Regions from separate parts of the Mus musculus genome. Here region 1 is linked to region 2. The links are chromatin contacts, called in public HiChIP or PLAC-seq maps. All regions are on one chromosome and are shown on one strand. The core of a region is the stretch at or near the end of the contact, and the rest is flanking DNA. Distances in the headings are between cores, read along the strand shown. Region 1 overlaps Spats2l (spermatogenesis associated, serine-rich 2-like). Region 2 holds the start of Spats2l (spermatogenesis associated, serine-rich 2-like).

Region 1 (2,700 bases), core at 187-2,686, 120 kb before region 2:
TCTATACTACCCTGAGAACGAAAGCCGAGATTTGAGACAATGATACCATAACTGAAGGCCTCTCCTGAAATTAGCTGCACAACTCCGCCACAAGCAGAGGCTAAGGCTGATGAATCCCCTACATGGAAATGAGCCAAGAACTTAGGTGATAAAATAATAATTAAAGAGGAACCGAAAAGGTGATTACGTGCTTTAAAATAACAACAAAATGTGTGTTCATATGCGAGTACATGATCTTGGCTCTCTATAAAGTGTTATATCATTAAGTTTTTAAAGAAAGCAAAAACCTATGGTTGTAATTAGAAGGCTTCTCTAAGTTGCATACTAAGTTTAAATTCGAAAAAAGAATTGGCTGCTGAGGCCCCCACACCCTGGCATGAGACACTGAAGAAGCTGGAGTTGGGCTGCAGTGTCGGCTTTTCAGATGCTTACATTATAGCATGGTCTCAGATGAAGCCCCCACACAGCAACCATGCCTTCAGGTAGGTAGCCTTCATGACTTTTGGAATCTCCAATCATCCTGGTGCCTTAGTTTTATGCTGGCTTATCGTCTATTTTCCTCACCCAACAGAGGACACAAACTCCCCAGGAGGAAAAGCATGGTCACCTGGCTCATCTCCAGTATAAAAACACCCGGCATGCATCAGATGCTCAGAAATATGTGCTCCTGGACTAAAGCAGCACCACGGTGCTGGCCTCTATGTCAGGGACGTGCTAAGCACACCACAGAGCTCATTCATTGTTCACCCAAACCTTGGAACAGTTAGACTTTTCTGTTGTGCAGGGGAATAAGATGAAACACAGAGCACGTAACTTTTCCAGGGTCACATACCCGTAACTGAACAAGACCGGGGTTTGAACCCAGACATTTCCACTGCTAGACACGCCAAGTCTTCTTGCTCCTGATATATTATGCCATTTGACTTCATGGCCTTAGCTTCATTATGAAAGTTCTAGGCTAGCAGCTTTCCTGTTGATCTCTTCTAATCCTCTGGCCCAACTCAGGGCTTAGAGGAGCAGGAGAGATCACATTGGAGCTCCTGCCAATAGTAACACGGAAAAAAAAATCTGCTTGGAAACACAAAACAGTGCTAGGGTGTTTGCAGTTGCAGCAAGCACAAAGGGGCACAAACAAGCACATTATGAAATAACAAGCCCCCCATCTTTCTTGTTTGGTTTATTCCACTTTGAGAGCGAGGAGGCAGTTCTGTGCCCCTCACGGAGTTTGTATTGTATAGGACAGCAGAGACATGGATAGGGGCAGACTGTAGACTGAGTTGTGGAGGCCAACACAGCAGGGAGTCCTCCTTTGTGACAAACAGGAAAAGAAGATGTGGATTCCCAGAAAGCTTTCAGGATGAGAGATACAATACAAGGGAAGCTGTTGGTGGCCACCGTCCCTCTCCTCCCCTCCTCCATGGGCATGTGTCCAGCTGGAGAAAGAGAGAGGAATGTGATTTCCTATTCTAGCCCAAACAGAGATAAGGCTCGAAATCAGAGAAGGAGGAAGGCTTGGGTGAAACCAGACTCCAAGGTGTTTAGACATTTAGATTGGAGGCCTTAGGGGGTAAAAATTACTATCTTTAGTGCTGCTCTTAGTGAAGAATAAACCTCTGTCTCCTTGCCTGACTTAAGATTTGAAAACAGGATGGTTTTGATTGGACTGTGTAAAGGATCTGAGCTGTTATTAAAACTTCTAAAATATAGAAGAAAAAAACCCCAAAAGACAAAAAACAAACTACACTCAGGCTTAAACGCCCTCTGAATTCCAAGCTATGTGCTGACACACAGTCCCGGCCCAAATGACAGCGCTATATTTACAGCCTGAAGGACAGGGGCTCTGGGTGGTGATTTTTCATGTAGGAAGTCACACTAACACCCCTCAGACGCCTGCATACATCTTAACTTAAAGCTAACTTTCCCCGTGCCAGCATAATGATTCTGTTTAAGACTTTTTTAAAAAGTGAGATCCTGAATGTCAAGGTGTTATAAAAAGATAAAACACACCTTGCACATGTCCATAGCCTCCTGCCCGGCGGGGCGTTCAAGGCAAGCTTTGTTGAGCCAGTTTCATTACCGGAGAGCCTGATAAATGTACCGCCACGAGTAGCCTGAAGAGTTCTTTCAGGCTCATGCTGTGAACCCACTCAAGCACAGAATATCATTATATGGCTTTGTTACTATTACTTTTTTCTAATTTTTCAATTATACATTTTAAAAATTTTATTTTTAGGAATTAGAGAGCTCATGGCTTTAGCATTAACTCTGCACTGCAATGTAGACGGGCCGCAGGGAGTCAAGTTTTGCCAACTAGAGGAGGTAAAGAGACTGTTAGTCCCTTGACCTCTCCATCCAAGGAGCCTAGGTTTCCCCATGAAAACAGGGTTTAAGGGTCTGTCTCATCCTTCCTTTTCAAAAAAGAGGTGTAGAGTATACAAGTTCTGGCATCCACCTGCGATTCGTTTATCAATGGGCCTAGAATTTCTGATAGATTGAACAAGCATTTTAGTCATTTAACAGTTTGGCATCAACTTCACGATGGACCTTTATTATCTTTGGGAGATAAAAACCTAACCAGTTACAAACATGTTTTAAAATTTATGATCACAGCATGTGGGATGCTCATGGAGTAGGCCCTTGACAAACTCACCTAATGACTTCCCGCCACTCATTCTTCACTAGAAAAGATGACATAGAGCA
Region 2 (2,700 bases), core at 47-2,546:
AATAGTCTTTTTCTATTTCTGACTTCCTGTCCTTTCTTTTCTCTGCCATACTGCACATTTGCTTACTCTCTGGAAACAGAGTCTGAGTAGCAATGAATGCTCCTCTAAAACAAAATTGAATGACGGTATAAAGACCGCACGACCTTACTCTATCTCTGCACAAATTCTAAAATTTCCGTGTCCCTCTCCCCTTTAAAATCTTCGGGGCTGCAAAGGGGTCAGATACTTTAGTATTTTAAATAAGCAAGTGAAATATTACATGTGTTTTATGGAAGGAAAGGACGGCGCTGTGGTTGAAGTTCAAGGGTTTTTCGCTAGTCTCACACTATAGAGATTGTGCTGCACTCAAAGCAAAATGCTGTCTACAAAGAATCTTTAATGAGTGTGTCAGGTCTCCACAACCTTGGCACCTGCTAAAAACCAGGACTGCTGTGAGCCGAAAACCCATCAAGTTCACAAATGCCGACCCTACTGCGCACTGGAAGGCTCCACTCGCAAGGAGGAAGGAAAGGATGGGAGGTTTCCGTCGCATTCCCGTCCAGGTGAAGGCTGGATCCTTCACCCCGGTGTCCGCAGTAAACACGGAACTCCCAGCAGAGCGCCAGAAGCTCTGCTATCTCCCCAGATGCGCAAAACTCAAGTTGTCTCCGCGACTCAGAAACGACCCTCGCTCCGGGCTGCAGTCCGCGGCGCCCGCGGGCTCCGGGGGGCTTTTCTGCCCAGACCCTGCAATGACATCGCTCGGTCCGGCGGCCTGGGCGCCCCCTCCCGCCTGCCCTGCGCGCCCTCGACGCGCGCACGCGAACGCTGGGACCCGATCCCGCCGGTGCCGAGGGGTGCGGGGCGCTCGGGACCTGCGGCCCCGCTCCGGGCAGGCAGATCGGCGGCGCGGAGCTGGAGCGCAGGGGGGCGCCCGCGTGGAGCAGGGCAGGCCGAGTCCGCGATCGGTTCCGCCGCTGTCCCCACCACCCGCCGGGGGAAGGCAAGGACCGCGACCTCCGCGTCCGGTCGGCCAAGCTCGGGCCACACCCAGTGCCCCGGGAGGCGGCCTTCGGGCGCTCGGCTGGTCGATCGCCCCCACCCTGGCCACGCAGGCCCTGGTGAGCCGCCCGACCCGGGGACCCGGGCTTACCTCGTTGCGAGCGCGGCTGCTCTGTCCCGGGCCGGGGCGCGGCGCTGGCGGCCCCTGCAGCGCGGAGAGCGAGCTGAGGGAAAGCGGCGGTAGGGCCGCTGGGCCGCTGGGCAGGCTGGATTCCTTCACTGCCTCAACTCCGCGCCGCCAGCCCCACGCAGGGACACTCCCGCCCGCGCAGCCGCCCCCTCCCGGCGGCCGCCCGCCCCTCCGTGTCACTCACCAGGAGCACACACCCCGCCGGCGCCCCTCGCTCGGGCTTGCACACACGCCGCCGATCACGCCTCCCTGGGTTTTGTATCCGCTCACACGCACGTTCTGACACGGATCCTGTCCCTCCACACGCCCTCCCTAGCTCCTTTCCCACCCTACTTTCTAGAAGAATCCCCCATACAGCTTCAGCACTTCATTGGCTTGCCCCGCACCAACCTTCTCCCCTTCCCCTCCAAACCTCCACCTACCCTAAACTGCCCACTACTGTCCAAACACTGGGTACTACCCGCGTGAGGAGCAAGAGAATCGCTCTTCCCTACCCAGGAAAACGAACTTTGCTGCCCCAGCACCGTCTGCAAAGGCGAGATGCTTCTCCGGACAGAAGGTAGTAATGCTTTCTGGGAGTGAGCCAAGCTCAAATGTAAACAAAGATAGCTTATTCGGAAAAGCCGCGGAAAATCAGGCCCTGGGATGAGCTCTGGGGGCTCAGCCCGACCTTTGAAATCAGACTGAGCTGAAGTGTTTTGGCTCCTCGTCTTCACTCCGGGTCTCACGCGGGCATCTAATCGTGCGTGATCACCCACTGAGCTGCCCTGAGCTACCCAGTGGCAGCGGCTGGTGATGTTTCTGCCTGGGAGTGCAGTAGTTGGGAGAGGAAAGGCAAGCATTATTCATGATGGACGCACTTTAGATCGCACACCTCTTCCAGAGGCAGCAGAGGGAAATGCAGGCTGCTCTCAGGTTTATTTTTGAAGGGTAACTTCCTAGCCGCCCTTTCTCTGAGCAGTAACTGTTCCTTGGGTGAGTGGGGTGGGGGGCTTCCTGGCTCTCAGCCCTCTACAAATATCAAATCAGTCGGTTTCGCCTCTCAAGCTCAGAACAGCGGAATTGTATTCCATTTAAGGGAGTCGTTATTTGAAACGAATTACACTTTCAGGTAACATTCGGATCTACAATACATCATAGCCCAGTTGACAAAGGTCACTCTGATTAAAAGAAGAGATGAAAGGAAATAACTCATTTTCTTACCTGACTGGGAGTTTTCTCCCACCCCATAGGCTGGATTGGTGAATGAGTGTGCTTTATTTAGTATCTGATCCAACCCTTCAGATAAACTCAGTGGGTAGGTATGTTTTTTTTTCGCTTATTTGCAAATAAAGAAAGGAGACAAAAAGTTAAATAGCTTGTCTAAGTTTTCAACTAGTAACTAGAGGAAGAATTTGAACCCAGTCTGGCCCAACCTTTGTGCAGACGGAAAAGCCAGCTTCTGTACAAGTCAAGGACAAATGCCACCCTATTGCTTATTGAATTTGAAAGAATTAATTAGTAACTTGGAATGATTCAACTTGGAGTGT

Evidence for each region. HiChIP or PLAC-seq counts read pairs in DNA pulled down with a chosen protein or histone mark.
Region 1: a contact with region 2 is called in an H3K27ac HiChIP or PLAC-seq map of heart atrium, with 10 read pairs. The contact joins the enhancer-like site here to the promoter of Spats2l in region 2. A contact is called at or near these places in 8 of 39 promoter capture datasets (the 3T3-L1 cell line, cranial neural crest, embryonic stem cells and 4 more), 6 of 484 Hi-C or Micro-C datasets (the AML12 cell line, cardiomyocytes, cortical neurons and 2 more), 13 of 115 datasets of contacts at active chromatin or transcription factors (embryonic forebrain, embryonic hindbrain, embryonic limb bud and 6 more) and 2 of 9 other capture datasets (adipose tissue and liver).

What each region holds. Positions count from the first base shown.
Region 1 is chr1:57,889,112-57,891,811 of GRCm38.p6, reverse strand. The region is part of intron 7 of Spats2l (spermatogenesis associated, serine-rich 2-like); the gene reads right to left. Among named protein-coding and RNA genes, the nearest start is that of Kctd18, 80 kb to the left of the region's middle. Within about 2 kb of position 1,436, at least 50 of the 459 cell types and tissues checked have an H3K27ac peak or open chromatin away from gene starts, as enhancers often do. A contact at or near this core is called in cardiomyocytes, embryonic stem cells, extraembryonic endoderm stem cells and 4 more, where this site is marked.
Region 2 is chr1:57,773,457-57,776,156 of GRCm38.p6, reverse strand. Spats2l (spermatogenesis associated, serine-rich 2-like) reads right to left here and starts at 1,296. Exons shown (of 14, transcript NM_144882.4): 1 at 1,133-1,296.